2 separate regions of the Gossypium hirsutum genome follow, and region 2 is linked to region 1. A link is a contact called in public Hi-C data. All regions are on one chromosome and are shown on one strand. Each heading gives the region's core, a stretch centred on a gene start, on an enhancer-like site or on the middle of the called end of the contact. The rest is flanking DNA. Distances are from core to core; before and after follow the strand shown. Region 1 holds the start of LOC107954280 (protein SAWADEE HOMEODOMAIN HOMOLOG 1). Region 2 has its middle 16 kb from the start of LOC107954279.

Region 1 (2,968 bases), core at 328-2,827:
TTTTAATATATGAAATATAAATTTTAAATATTTTTAAGCAATAAATATTAATTATTTATAAAATTTAATTAGAATATATAAACTATATTTTAAATATTTAAATATAACCATTAAATATTTGTAATTAGTATTTTTAAAAAATATTTTTTATTTTTAATTAATAATTTTAACACATTTGTAATTAAGCACCAAGAAAAGAAAAAGGGAAAGTACTATGTTATTGGAGGGGTGAAAAAGTAATCAAGCACTAAAAGTGCTTTTGGGAGAGGAAAAACTAAAAATTTTAGCTTCACATTTTCAAAAGTGCTTTTAAAAAATACATCTGAAAAGCCAAAAATTTCAGTCAAAAGCAGCTTGTTTAGCACAGTTTTTCTTCCAAAAGTGCTTTTGGAGTCAGAAGTGCTTTTTTTAAGCACTGCAGAACATGCCCTTACAAATATTTCTAGAATTAGGCTTGAAATCCTTGTTTAAATAACAACATAAGTCTCTAATGATTCTATGTTCAACCCATTCAAATGTATAACCATGCTCAAGTAGATGTGCTTCCCTTTGTGTTTCACTAATTAAATCAATCATAGTGGATTTAGTGAGTCCATTTTAATCAAATGATCTCTTTAAACTATTCTATGTGCATTAATCACGGATTTTGATGCATAACCGATAAGACTAGCACTTAGTAAGGAGAATGTGTATAGAAAGGTATTTGAAATTGAAAGACTATGGCAATTGATTAAAAAAAAAACTAATACTGAGTAAAAGGTAAATAATTAGTGACTACCTTGATGAGTAAGTTACCTTAAGGTTTTTAGTTTACTTCTTAAAATAAAAAACTCTTGCTCAAGAGTTAAGAATTAAAAATGTTTTTTTATAAAATAAAGAAAAGGAAAAAAAATAATGGCCATGGATCAATATTGACCTAGGTAATAGTTATATTAGATAATAGTTAATAAATGTTTGATTATAATGTTTTACTTTTATACATAAAATTTAAAAGTATCATATATTAAGAATTTAATAAAATATTAAGAATTATAGGTATATAATAACAATATTAATTTTAATAAACATTACACCAAAACAGGCTTTTAGCGGTGTTTTTAGTGGCGTTTGGATAAAAAACGCCGCTAAAAATCAAGCAAGATCAAGAATTAACAGCTTTTTTAGGAAAACGCCGCTAAAAATGAGCATTAGCGGCGTTTTCCAAAAAGTGCCGCAAAAAACCTAAGCCCAACGATGTCGTTCTTTGAGTTTTCGGGGCTTTAGCGGCGTTTTTGAAGAAGCGCCGCTAATGCTCGGGTCTTTAACGGCGTTTTTGAAGAAGCACCGCTAATGCTCGGGTCTTTAGCGGCGTTTTTGAAGAAGCGCCGCTAATGCTTAGGTCTTTAGCGGCGTTTTTGAAGAAGCGCCGCTAATGCTCTGGTCTTTAGCGGCGTTTTTGAAGAAGCGCCGCTAATGCTTGGGTCTTTAGCGGCGTTTTTGAAGAAGCGCCGCTAATTCTCGGGTATTTAGCGGCGTTTTTAAAAAAGCGCCGCAAAAAATATTTTATTATTTATTATTTTTTTCCTCCTCCTTTTCCCAAAATCGATTCCCCCCACTCTTTTTCCTCTTAATTCCTTTCTCCCCTACCCCGATTCCCTTTATTTTCCCCCCAATTTCCCCAAATCGGTAGCCCTTTTATTTTTCCCAAATCATTTCTCCCTCTAACCCGATTCCCTTTATTTTTCCCCCCAATTTCCCCAAATCGGTAGCCCTCTGCATTTCCTCATCTTCTTCCTCACATTTCATTCGTCCCAAAAAACATTTCTATTCCTCTTTTATACAAACAAAAAACAATGGCTACACCGTTGCTTCATCTTCTTCCTTTACCATGCTTCATTTAGCTTCATTGTTCTCCATTTTTGTATTAGTTAACGCAAGAATCCCTGCCCCGGTGTTTACACTGGTGGATCCTGGGAAACTGCTCATGTCACTTTCTATGGCGGCAACATTTGTCAACTTTGTTTACCTAATGTCTTAATGATCTATAGATGATTTCATATTTTCTATAGGCTCATCTTCTGAAGGTCTATGTTAGTTCATATTTTCTATTTCTGTTTTACATAATAAGGCACCTTTATGGGGTCCTTTAAGATGAATGTCCATGTGAATGTTATTATTTCTCGTCCAAGTCTCTTTATTTGTGCCACAACTGATTTTCCTTTTTAATTTGTAGGTTACATCTCCAAGTGCTTTACCATAGATCTTTAAAACACGCAATGTCTGCTTCCATGTTAGTTGATATTGTTAAATGTGTCGCTACATTTTTCAGGTAAATGAAGTCTTTCTATGATCTCTACTGCTTGGGACTCATGCCAGTTTATTATTTTATGTTTGGCTAGATTCTTAACTCCTTATTGGCTTATCAATTGGAAAATTGATATTTGAGCGAAGAATCTTTTCTGCAACTCTAGTTAGCAAAAAAGAAGAAAAGGTGAAAGATCATATAGAATTGAATCAAAAACTACAAAAAGGCGCTTAAATTGGCTTGGATATACCCTGTTTTTGAAACTTAAAGACTTTAGGTTTTCAAAATTATATAAATTTAGGCACTCTTAATCTCCAATTGTATGATCTCAGTTACCCCACTAACTGTTTCCAGTGTTTGATGGATCGTCTAAGCCCAAGACAGAGGCCGGTCTTCTCTGGGTTTACAAAAGCTGAGGTAATAAAATTCTTTCGTTTCTTTTTCAAATGGCATTTCTTTATCTGGGTATTTTACAAGCTTCTTAATTTCTTAACAAATGTGCAGTTTTAGCTCTTACTTTTTGCTTATATTCATGGTTCTTTTTAAAGTTTTTTTTCACGTTTTTGTATTCATATGATATTATCAATATTAGTTTTCTTTATGAATGAATTGTTTTAGAAATTAGCTCCAAATCATGGTGTCTAGAATCTACAACAAATGGTGATATGGAATTTTTACATACTT
Region 2 (3,214 bases), core at 75-2,574, 98 kb after region 1:
TTTTGGGATTTCCTATTTTTTTGAAAAAAATAATAAAATAGATAAAACAAATTTAATAAAACTCCAACCTATCAGAATTTTCAAAGTTGAAGCCAAAAATACTTTCTTTTAAATACACACGAGGATTCAAACACAAGATGTAAAGGCAAGATAACAAACACCTTACCACTAAACCAACAAGCTCATTCTATCTTTAAAATGCAAAAATTATCTTAACAACCCATTCGAACTACTGACCCAACCAATAGACCTTAATACTTCTATCCCCAAATTTTGAGGTGTTACATATGCTCAAGTCTACACAAAACCTAACATTGCATTTGCAATTGGAATGTTTGGAAGATATCAGAGTAATCCAAGTGCTCAAGTCTACACAAAACCTAACATTGCATTTGCAATTTGAATGTTTGGAAGATATCAGAGTAATCCAAGTACTGGCCATTGGAGAGCTGTAAAGAAAGTTTTGAGATATCTTAAAGAGACAAAGGACTACATGCTTACGTACAAACGATCAGACAATTTGGAGGTGATTGGACTTCGATTCAGACTTTGTCGGTTATGTTGATTCATGTAAATCAATATCAGGTTAAATATTTATGTTTGTTGATGAAATTATATCTTGGAGGAGTGTCAAGCCAACCTTAACTGCTACTTCCACTATGGAGGCTAAGTTCGTTTCATGTTTTGAGGCTACCTCACATAGAGTATGGTTGAAGAGTTTTGTTTCTAGACTTAAACTTGTGGATTCGATTTCTAGGTTGATGATGATACATTGTGACAATTCAGCTGCTATCTTTATGGCTAAGAACAATAAAAGTGGAAGTCGAAGTAAACATATCGACATTAAATATTTAGCCATAAGGGAACGTGTTAAAGAAAAGAAAATGGTCATTGAGCACATTAACACTGAACAGATGTTAGTTGATCCTTTGACTAAAGGCATGCTACCACATAAATTGAAAGTTCATGTTATCACTATGGGACTTGTTCCCACCTTGTAAATTTTGGTTATATGAATGATTATAGAGAAACTCTGTTAAGTTTGATGTTTCTCATATTTTGTGCGCACATTAATTTGATTATTTTGAGAAATGTCACTAAAGTTTGGACCTAGAATAAAAATTGGGTTTATTCTTTAAGAAATTTGGGCTAAAGTGTTGAGACATGATATATTGTGATACATGGAAGATACTATTCAAATTCTAAGAGAAAATATCTCTATGATTTGTGCATTATGTTTCGACTTTAAGTATTTATGGGCAATACGAACCAAGTGGGAGAATGTTGGAATTGTTATTGGTTGGTGGGAATAACCCCCACGTTTGCTGCCCATTCCCACTCTAGCTACCCTCAACTTCCACATCTTTGCATGTGATATAGTGGGATGTGTAGTTGGTGGTTTTTTTATGGGGAACCACAACTATGAATACCAACTAGCATAAAGTCTCTAAGCACTGAAAAATCAAAAAACAAAAAATATTCCATCTTGTGAGGTTTCTGAGTGCTTAAAAGGCTTTTGTGGTTTTCAGTTTTTTGTACGACTAAATTCGACGACCTCGTCGGTTGTGCGACATGTTTGATAGTGGTGTTATAACATTTAGATTTTGACATTTATTTCAAACAATGGCCGGAAGTGTTTATGTTTGATTTTTTCCGTTGCTCTATATTGTAAATTGCTACTTACACTAACACACCAAAGACAACCTCATTGCAAATACATCAAGAATATGAGAAGATTCAATGACAAAAAAGGCACCTAAAAATAGTAACAGAGAAATGCAGATCAACCAAGAACACCAACAACCAATATCTCCGGTAAACTGAACTATCTGAATTTTATTTAATAGAAGACTAATTTTTCTGTTTACATCAATTGCTATTTATATAGCTTGAGTAATAAGTCTCAGCATGGCTAAACTAACTGCTACTAACAACCTATTAATTATCTTAACCAGAAATTACCAAATTATTAGCATTTTAGCTGGTGACTCATATGCTAATATCCAGGCATGAATAGATTACTTAAAACAAAATCATAAGCACATAACATGATTGCAGAAATAAAAAAATAAAAACAAAAGCAGGGGAAAAGGAAAGATTAGGAAATGGATGAACAGACCCATCCACAAACTTCCAATTCAACAAGAACAAGCAATCTCCACTCAAATCCTTGAAGATTCTAGCCTTCTTGAGGGTTTACAAACCAATTACAAAAGAAAACAACTAAAAAACCAGAAATTACAAACTGAAAGGCTTAGAATATTCTCCAAGGAACTCTATAAAAATGTCTAACCTCCTTAACTTTATATATACTAATGTATTGGGATAATAGAAAAATGGCGATGTGGCAAACTAGTAAAAAGAATACTTGTTCTTTAAGATTTGAAAGACTAAAAGAACGAATAGAGCTGTGTTATCTCTTAATCCAAGGAAGTTAAAATCTCAACAGCGCAAACTATCAAGGTGCTGCTGCAACATTCTCAACTTTCACAACCATCCCTAAAACCTTACAAACGGTCTTGAGTAAGACAGGAAGGCAAGGTTGATTGGGAAAAACAATTGGCCAACAATTGTCGCCCAGCTTGATGATTGCTTTGCAGCATTTAGGTTGGAGTGCATCGAACTTCTCGTGCGAAACAACCTCGTGGATTGCCTCAACGCAACCTTTTACACTTGCGAACGACATGAGGCATCCCCCAAAACCTTGGGTTTCCACTGCTGATCCCAATGAAACTGCAGCAATGCAGGTGACGAGTAGCCAAAACATGAGGAGGGTTTTCGATGTTGTTGCTTCCATGGAATGAAAATGGGTTGGGAATTTTAGCATTGTGCAACTGGGAATATATAGCGAAACTTTCGCAATCAATGTTTGTTTTAATTGAAAATTTTGGTAGTTGGCATAATGATTCGTCAACGTGCTCGTGAAGGGAAAATATATATATATATATCAGCATCTGGTTTTTGTTTTGTTTTAATCCATACACATTGCAAGGAAATTGAAGTGTTTGAAGAAGGCGGAGGACTGAAAAAAGAAAGAATATAAATTATTAAAAGTACCCCGTGACCGAAAATGAAAAGTATCCCGTGACTGACGGCAGGCTGCCACACCTGTCTTTTTCATTTCTTTATTTGTAGATAATTTAATTTTTATATTTTTATTTTTAAAAATTTAATTTTCAGTTAAATTTAAGTTCATTATCACAATTATTTTTAA

The links. A called contact is a pair of places that touch in the nucleus more often than the background predicts.
Region 2: a contact with region 1 is called in a Hi-C map of leaf, with 1.5 times the contacts expected there. The contact joins the enhancer-like site here to the promoter of LOC107954280 in region 1. A contact is called at or near these places in 5 of 34 Hi-C or Micro-C datasets (anther and leaf).

The regions. Positions count from the first base shown.
Region 1 is chrD07:19,536,219-19,539,186 of Gossypium_hirsutum_v2.1, forward strand. It overlaps LOC107954280 (protein SAWADEE HOMEODOMAIN HOMOLOG 1), which reads left to right and starts at 1,578. Exons shown (of 9, transcript XM_016889793.2): 1 at 1,578-2,063; 2 at 2,213-2,308; 3 at 2,639-2,701. The coding sequence starts at 2,288.
Region 2 is chrD07:19,634,222-19,637,435 of Gossypium_hirsutum_v2.1, forward strand. No RefSeq gene overlaps it. Among protein-coding and RNA genes, the nearest start is that of LOC107954279, 16 kb to the right of the region's middle. Within about 2 kb of position 1,325, at least 4 of the 9 cell types and tissues checked have an H3K27ac peak or open chromatin away from gene starts, as enhancers often do. A contact at or near this core is called in leaf, where this site is marked.